Linked DNA regions of Mus musculus: region 2 is linked to region 1. A link is a contact called in public HiChIP or PLAC-seq data. All regions are on one chromosome and are shown on one strand. The core of a region is the stretch at or near the end of the contact, and the rest is flanking DNA. Distances in the headings are between cores, read along the strand shown. Region 1 holds the start of Mboat1 (membrane bound O-acyltransferase domain containing 1). Region 2 holds the start of Foxf2 (forkhead box F2).

Region 1 (4,543 bases), core at 862-3,361:
AGGTGGAGAAAAGAGCTATCAGTCATGAATCTGTAAGATTCTGCAGTTCTTCAGAAAGCAACAGTGTTTCTGTTGTTTTCATTGCAGGTCTGGATGGGCACAGAGCACGGCTTGGGCTTTCCTGGGCCAAAAGCAGGAAGCAGGCATGGAAGCGCCTATGGAGGACTCATGTTTCAAGGCTCGCTCCAGGGTGCTAGAAGACCCCTCCATGATGATGAAACATGGGTGATGGGGGCCACTGAGACTTCCTAAGCGGAGCAGAGATGCCACAGTCCTGAAGCTGGCACATGGTACATGGAAGTTGGAGGGGCACAGATGTGGCAGGGACACTGGAGGTGGAGGGCATGCCCATGCCCCAGTGTTCTGCTCACATCTCTCCCGAGGACAAAGCACTGGTTTACTCCATAGTCTTTGGCTGCATGAATAGTACAGTAGCTCCTGTAAGCTCACAGGCACATGGCTACATCTCCAGTTCATCGTTATCCACCATCTTGTAAAGATGCTGAGAAGTTGCTTTGCCGTCAGTGTGGATCTTCTCCTCTCTTCATGTTCAATTACTTCCCACACCTATAGAAAGTCACCCCACAACCTAAGCAAAGGGCTGCAGGGGCTGACAAGATGGCTCAGTGGTTAAGGGTGGTTAAGAATGTTTGCAGCTCTCCCAGAGGACTGGACTTCAGATGCCAGCACACAGGACGTGGATGAACTGCTCAGTACTGCCTGTAACTACAGCTCTGACTCTCCCTTCTAGCCTCTACAGGCACACACACACACACACTCTCTCTCTCTCTCTCTCTCTCTCTCTCTCTCTCACACACACACACACACACACACACAATCTTTTAAAAGGTGTTTGTGTGTCCAGAGGGATCTCTTGGTTCCTGGCTTCCTTTCTCTTCAGTAGGTCCCTGGGTGTTTCTCAGACTTCCAATGTGAGCAGCTACTTTGACATCAGGTTAGATGCAGCAGAGACTGGTAAAGTGCTAGAAGGGTCTCTGTGATGTTTTAAAATGTCTGTTAGTGAGTTGAAAAGGATTTCTCAAGAAACAGAGATACAGAGCTGTTTCAGCAAGTGAAAGACCCGTCATCACGTGGGTAGTAAACAGTAAACAGAAGCTTACTGGAGAGAAACGGCCCAGATGAAAATGAGACAAGTCACAGAAGGAAGCAGAGATAGTGGATTAGGGTGCTAGAAACTGTGGCTTGACCAGAGAAGGTAAAGAATGACAACCTTGGGTGCTGGAGAGATGGCTCAGGACCTGAGAGCAATCTCTCTTGCTGCAGAGGGCCGGAGTTCTATTTCCAGCACCCACATGGTGGCTCACAATCTCCTGAAACTCCATGGACTCTTCCGGTCTCCAGTGGCATCTACTCACAAGTACATACATACATGTAAAGTAAAAAACATATGAGAGAGAGAGAGAGAGAGAGAGAGAGAGAGAGAGAGAGAGAGAGAGGAAAGAGAGAGAGGAGAGAGAGAAGAGAGAGAGAAGAGAGAGAGAAGAGAGAGAGAAGAGAGAGAAGAGAGAGAGAAGAGAGAGAGAAGAGAGAGAAGAGAGAAGAGAGAAAGAAGAGAGAAGAGAGAAGAGAGAAGAGAGAAGAGAGAAGAGAGAAAGAAGAGACAACCAGACAGGGAGCACCAGGAATTCAGAACACAATCAAAGACACAGGGAAGGAGGAGAAGGAGACGCGAAGGAGAATAATAATCTGGAGTGGAGTTTTATGTTTGTGCACACCTGTAATTTCAGTATTTGGGAGTTTAGGGAAAGTCTGGGCTACAGGAGACCCTGCCTCTAAACTGCAAATAAATAAATCTTTAAAATGTAAGCAAAATGAGCGGTGTTGGTTAGCTCTTAGGTCTCTTCTGGCTTCCGGAGTAGCAGCAGGAGCCGGGCCTGAAACTGGAGCACAGGACACCCCAGCTGCCTGGGAGGAGGGTGAGACGGCTTCGGAGGAACCCGGATCGGGCCCGCTGCGCGCCCGGGGAGGGCGGCGAACTGGGGAACAGACTGGGCGTCTCCCGGTCTCCTGCCCCGGGCCGGGCTCCCGGGGATCCGCGCCCATCTCTGCCCGGCTCCTCCTCCGGGGCGTCCCCGGCTGCTGGCCAATGGGCGGCGGGCGGTGCGGAGCGGGAAGCAGAACGTGGGGGCCCTGCCCTCCCAGGCGCGGGGTCCCGCAGCGCCAGGTCCGCGCCCTGGAGTCGGCGCCAGGTTCCCGCGAGGTCCTCAGGAGCCCTCAAGGTGGCCAGTGTGCAGCTCCCGGGCGACAGAGCACCCTGAAGATGCAGGATGGCAGCACGGCCGCCCGCCAGCCTCTCTTACCGTACCACCGGCTCCACCTGCCTGCACCCGCTCAGCCAGCTCCTGGGCATCCCGCTGGATCAGGTAACAGCGTCCCACCCGCTACCCAGACCCTCTGTCTGGGAACAGGATTGCGACCTGGATTCGCTCAGAGCCTAGTTTATGGCTATGAACCCTACACGTGCGAGAGCTTTTTCTTCCCTTTTTTTTCTTTTTTCTCTGAGTTGGCTGCTTTTTCTGCGTGAAAACTATACGTCCACCTAAGCTAGCAAGTTGGACTGAACTTTTAAGTTTTGCTCTGTGATCGAATTATTTAGTGGTGTGATCCATGAACCCAGCATTTCCCCCACCAGTGTAGATAAAAGTCTTTGTGATTTTTAAATTTAGGCGATCCTACTTTAAGAGTAAGTCTGATCCAGCTGGGTGTGGTGGATCACGCCTTTAATCCAGGTCTTCAGAGCCCGGGGCAGGGAAATTGCAGCGAGTTCCCGTCTTCTCTGTCTAGGATGCTGAGGAGAAGCCTCAACTCTCAAACAAAACCAAACAAAAAGTAAAAAGCCTGACTAACCAGATGCGTAGGTCTATAGTATAGTATATGGTGATGACTTTTTTATTCCGTTTGTTGAGACAGCATCTGGCCCTGACTGTCTTGGCACTCACTCTGAAGTTCAGGCTGGCATCGAAGTCTCTTATTTTGTCTAGGCTGGGCTAGAACTGGTGATCCTTTCGCCACAGTGTTGAGATGCTTCTCAGAGGGCCTTACTCAGTTCTCATCCATCCCTGCTGTGCGAAACTGATGAGTAGGGCGGGCCCTGGGAGGAAAAGGGCTGTGGGGACTTCTTTGGAACTGTTCAGGAGTTGCCTGCTACATTAGAGGTAAAACTGGCAACAGTAACCTGGTAGGAATTTTGCCAAAGACAGCTGGAGTGCAATTCAGTGGTAGAGTTTGTAGTATGCTGGAGGGTCTGTCCTGTCTTCTGGCCTCCGTACTGAGGTCAAGAAAAGTCTTCCTGAGGTGTATGTAGTCTTGCCTTATTTCCTTCGGTGCCTCAGGCTATGTCCCCTGTGTAGGATGTAATGGTTTGAATGGATTCAGGCAGGACAGGTTGGAGTAAGACCCACTGCTCTCCTTACTAATCTGTTTCCTTTGAGTTTCCCCAGTTTAGTTTCCCTTCCTTTGCTGGGTCTCGAGGTGCATGCTTGTATTTCCAGTGCCAGGGAAACAGGCAGGAAGATTGCTCCGAGTTAGAGACCTGCCTAGGCCACGGGGAGAGAGTACCAAGTCAGCCTGGGTTACCCAGTAAAACTCCCGACTCGAAAATGCAAAACAAAACAAAATGTTCCTGTCTTCTTAGAGCAGTTTCTGTCCTTCCTATCTTTCTTTCTTTTCATACTAGAGCTACCTGTACCTGCGCCTCTTCTGTTTGCATTCCTTTGACAATGAGGAAGTTGGCCCTGGCTGTTTGCATTACTCACAGGGTTCGCCCTCATCCTAACTCTTAGGTTCTGACTACTACTGCCTTCTCATCAGTTGCAAAACCTTGAGAATCAGGAACTTGGTAGAAGTATCAGATATTGAGTCAAGGTCAGAAGTCCAAGGGACCCTGGCAGGGGCAGGCACAAGAGCGAATTCTTTCATCCAGAAGCCGGATGAATTTGTTGCTGAATTTCCATAGGAGGAGTTCATTTTGCATTGACGTCTCTAATTACTACTAGAACCTATAGTAATTGCATTTTCTTTTGCATAATAATCTATTTTACAATAATATAGAATAGAGTGGGCTTTCCTCCCCTCCCCCCAGCCACCCCCCCCCCATCCCTGACCCAGACAGAAATACATGGATTGGTGAAGGGCAGTTGTGCGGGGAGGAGCTGTTGTCATTAAGCCTCTGGCTGCATCCACGTCCGTCCCCAAACTACAGGGTTTTTGTAAAAGTTACTCTGGTTTTTAGAAGAGACTTAGTACTTTACAGTGTGTATGTGTGTGTGTTGCCTGTTCATGTGTGGGTGTGTGTACATGAGTGTACGTGTCCACCAAGGTCAGAAGAGGGTCTTGGGTCCCCTGAAGCTGGAGTTCCAAGCATTTCTTTTAACCTCAGTGCCATCTATTCAGCCCCCAAAGGAATCCTGGTTTTAATTTATGAAAAAAGGAAAAAAGAGCACTCCAGACATGATAGATTTTACTTCATTCCATAAATGAACTCGGATTATCATGAGATGGATGAAAAATCATGAGGAACACT
Region 2 (4,447 bases), core at 901-3,400, 1.5 Mb after region 1:
ACCAGGCAAGATGACAAAGGGAAGGCGGGGATCAGCATGAAATAAATGGGGACTTGTCCCCCAAATGTTCACTAGTCAGTCAAAAAGAAATTCTTAGAAAGTCGAAACATCAACCCCCCCCCCCCCAACCCAAGCAAAACATCCCTTCCGGAAAAGAGCGACTTGTTTCTTTCTTTTTTTTTTTCTTTTTTCTTTTCCTCTCTTGAAAATGAGAGGTCCACTCAGTTCTGCTCAGCGGTGTTTTCTTAGCTGACTCTGGGCTACAATCGGGCCATTTTCGGACACATTCCCATGTAGGTACCAGGGGTGCTCTGGAGGAAGCTGTCGACGCCTGTTCAGCTAATTTAGGTTTTCTTTGTCTAATTACTGTGGAGCTTAGGGAAAAGGAGCCGGGCTCAGGGCAGTAAACTGACACTCGGGCTCTGTGTGTGGTATCCAGGCAGGGTTTGATGGAAAAAGCCTGCTTCCACTCAACTCCAGGTCACTGTCTGGGGCCAGCCCCCTCCCCCCCCCCCTGCACCCGCCCTTTCCTCTGTTCCTCAGACCCACCAACAGTCTCCATCAGGGGCAGTCCCCATGCACTAGGGCACAGAGCTGGTGCAGGCTCCCCCACCCCCAGGAGGCCAGACCCCACTTGCTCAACCAGGCTCTTTGTAGCATCTTTACTGGGCCCTGCACTCTCCTCTCTGCCTTGTCTCCCATCTTCCCAGGCTTTCTGCGTACACAACACAAACCCAGTCCTCTCAGGGCTGGCGCAGTGCTGTGCCTACCATTTGCTACTCTGATGGGCATCTCCTTCCCTCTGGGCCAGGCCACCAGCCCTGGTGTGGTCAGGCCTCCTTCAGCTTGCAACTCGCTTTGCAGCCCCTGTCCGGGGTCAGACTACATTTCCCCGCACGTGTAATCCAATAACTAACTGTCGGGTCTCATTGGAATGATTTCTCCCGAGGGCCATCTCTCTCTGAGCCGACTCTTACTTAGAGGAATAAGCCACAACTGGAGGAGTGTTCTCGAATGGAGGGAGCTGGGCCACGGAACATAGGGAGTGGGGGGGGGGTGCACCGGAAGACAGACGCTGTAAACCCACTGGCAGCTGTGCAGACCTTCCTTGTTGATAATAAATACAACTATCTCCTTACTCAGGGTCTCTCTTGCTCTCTCTCAGCATGAAGTGGAAATGACAAGTCAGTGGAAAATGGAAGCAAATAAAAAACCGAATCCATTCGACTCAAAAGAGTGTCTAAGAGGTGGCCCCAGGTTTCTCCACCCAAACCCCTTGCTCAGCTGACAATCTGTTCATAACTGCCCCGGGCACAGCTCAAGGGCGTCCAGTGTTTGCCCTCTGCTGTGACCTCTCAGAAGCCTGCATGTCCAGCCAGAGAGAGAGAGAGAGAGAGAGAGAGAGAGAGAGAGAGAGAGAGAGAGACCCGGAGTTGGCACGTTACCTTGGGACGTCTGGCACCCTGGCGTGTGGCTGAGGGCAGCACTGCCTAAATGAAGTTGACAGATGGTGTCAGTTCGGGCACTGGGGACCGTGGCTAAGGAAGCTCTTCCAGGGCACAGTCTCCCCAAGACTCAGCCCCCACAGGGTCCGGCGGGGGTGGAGGAGGGGCAGGGTGTGTCCGGGCACGGATCGCTAGGTTGGGGGCACTTCTGGGATAGGATACGGGCTGCTGGAAGGAACAGAGAATGAATTGCTGAAGTTAGGAGTAATCGAGTCTGGCCAAGGTTGGGAGTTCTCCCTGCTGAATGCGGGTGTATCTGCGGCTTTGAAGAGGACAGACTGGGAAAGGGAAAGAGCCCCGAGAGGAATTAGTAGTGCCAGCAGGACCCCGGAGAGTCCGGGAGGCGATAAGAGCAGGAGCCCGCCGCCAGGTCCAGAGGGGGAGGAGTGACGCGAGCCCTGTGCGCCCTCCCCGTGGCGGGCGGCGCGGAGCAAGGAGGGGGCAGGGCGGGGTGGGGTGGAGGGAGGGAGCGAGGGAGGGAGGGAGCGAAGCTGCCGCGGGGAGGGCGCGCCAGGGAGGAAGTCCAAGAGACAGAGAGAAGAGCACTCCTGAAAGAAGACGACGGGCTAGTCCCCGGGGTCCGGGCTGAGGTCTTGGCTCGAGGGCGCAGCTGTCCAGCTCTGGGCAGCGTCGCCTCAGTGGCTTAGGAGACGGTTGCGCAAGGAGCCGGCCGGAGGCTCGGAAGAGGGATGCGCGGGGCGTTGCCTCCGACCCGCCGCCGCCGCCGCCGCCCGAAGCCCCAGAGGAGCTGAGGGAGGCGACGCCGAAGCGCTGGCCCGCAGTGGCCCGGGCTGCAGCGCGGCCGGCGCAGTAGGGCACTCGCCCGATTTGTGGACCGACCCGGCTCCGGCGCCGCCGATCCCGGTCCGGGGTCCGCCCCCCAGGCCCGGCCTCGTTCCCGATTCCCAGATGAGCACCGAGGGCGGGCCTCCGCCACCCCCGCCGCGCCCGCCGCCTGCCCCACTCCGCCGCGCGTGCAGCCCGGCGCCCGGCGCGCTCCAGGCCGCCTTGATGAGCCCGCCACCCGCCGCCACCCTGGAGTCCACTTCGTCGTCGTCATCATCATCCTCTGCCTCCTGTGCCTCGTCCTCTTCTAACTCCGTCAGCGCCTCGGCCGGTGCTTGCAAGAGTGCGGCTAGCAGCGGCGGCGCGGGCGCCGGGAGTGGAGGCACCAAGAAGGCAACCTCGGGGCTGCGGCGGCCGGAGAAGCCTCCTTACTCGTACATCGCGCTCATCGTCATGGCCATCCAGAGCTCGCCCAGCAAGCGCCTGACGCTCAGTGAGATCTACCAGTTCCTACAGGCGCGCTTCCCCTTTTTCCGTGGCGCCTACCAGGGCTGGAAGAACTCCGTGCGCCACAACCTCTCGCTCAACGAGTGCTTCATCAAGCTGCCCAAGGGCCTCGGGAGACCTGGTAAGGGCCACTACTGGACCATCGACCCGGCCAGCGAATTCATGTTTGAGGAGGGTTCGTTCCGCCGCCGGCCGCGCGGCTTCAGGCGGAAGTGCCAGGCTCTCAAACCCATGTACCATCGCGTGGTGAGCGGCTTGGGCTTCGGGGCCTCGCTGCTGCCCCAGGGCTTCGACTTCCAAGCGCCCCCGTCGGCGCCTCTGGGTTGCCACGGTCAAGGCGGTTATGGTGGCCTCGACATGATGCCCGCGGGCTATGATACAGGGGCGGGTGCTCCGGGCCACGCGCATCCACACCACCTCCACCACCACCACGTCCCCCACATGTCGCCCAACCCGGGCTCCACCTATATGGCCAGCTGCCCGGTGCCCGCAGGTCCTGCGGGCGTCGGTGCGGCAGCGGGTGGCGGCGGTGGCGGCGGGGACTATGGGCCGGACAGCAGCAGCAGCCCTGTGCCCTCATCCCCGGCTATGGCAAGCGCCATTGAGTGTCACTCGCCCTACACTAGCCCTGCGGCACATTGGAGCTCGCCTGGCGCTTCACCTTACCTCAAGCAGCCGCCTGCCCTGACGCCAAGCAGTAATCCCGCGGCCTCTGCTGGTCTGCACCCCAGCATGTCTTCCTACTCGTTGGAGCAGAGCTACTTGCACCAGAACGCCCGCGAGGATCTCTCAGGTAATAAAGAGCGCCAAGGCTGGCTGCAAGCGGAGCCTCTGAGAGCCTCTGAGGGCCAGGGCTACTGCACCCTTGGTCCTCAACGCTGGGGTCTTCAGAACTAGAATGCTGGGGGTGGGGTGGGGATTCGGTTCCCTATTCCTAAGTGAGAGAAGGGGATTTGATCTTGTACCCTTCTCTAATGCTCTGGGCCTGTTGGTGGGCCCCAGAATTCCCAAATTGGAGAAGGGTGGTGCCAAGTCCTAAGTCTCTTGGCCTTCATTAGGACACTGTGGACTTTCTCCCAATTAGGTCAGACTCAGCTCTGAAAGAAGGCCTGTGACCTTTGGAGACCTTGGTCGAGGAATTGAGTCTGGATCATTTCGTTTCTTCCTACTCTTTTCAAAGTCCATTTTGCTCGGCTTTAGTTCCTAAAGGAGATGACAGAAAGGGAGCGGTTCTGTATGAAGCAGAGCAAGGGAGGAAGAGTTCTTACCTGAGCAGGTAATGATAGGAGATGGTAGGGAAGGAGAGAGAGAAAAGCAGAGCAGAATCCCAAGGGCTTCGCTAGCGATAGGAGGCACCAAAGTGTTGAGGAATCTTGGACACACACACACACACACACACACACACACACACACACACGTACTGTAGATCTAAGTAATTGACTCAAGTTTGTCCTGGGCATCAGGGCGTAGGCACCCTGGTGTGATCCCTTCCCCCGAGGAAATGTGCCCAGAGGCCACTTGCAGTGTGGTTGGTTTATATTGTGTGGGTTGCAGATTATGAAAATTTATTGACTTGTGAAAAGTGGTTGGCTGGTGTAGGGAGAGGAGGGGAGTGCAGGAGAGAATTTTGTGTTTGTATGGCTTTATCT

Evidence for each region. HiChIP or PLAC-seq counts read pairs in DNA pulled down with a chosen protein or histone mark.
Region 2: a FOXA1 HiChIP or PLAC-seq map of pancreatic cancer cells shows a contact between it and region 1. The contact joins the promoter of Foxf2 here to the promoter of Mboat1 in region 1. A contact is called at or near these places in 2 of 39 promoter capture datasets (hippocampal neurons and pre-B cells) and 1 of 115 datasets of contacts at active chromatin or transcription factors (pancreatic cancer cells).

Annotation. Positions count from the first base shown.
Region 1 is chr13:30,134,379-30,138,921 of GRCm38.p6, forward strand. It overlaps Mboat1 (membrane bound O-acyltransferase domain containing 1), which reads left to right and starts at 2,112. Exons shown (of 13, transcript NM_153546.4): 1 at 2,112-2,384. The coding sequence starts at 2,289.
Region 2 is chr13:31,623,666-31,628,112 of GRCm38.p6, forward strand. It overlaps Foxf2 (forkhead box F2), which reads left to right and starts at 2,151. Exons shown (of 2, transcript NM_010225.2): 1 at 2,151-3,591. The coding sequence starts at 2,415.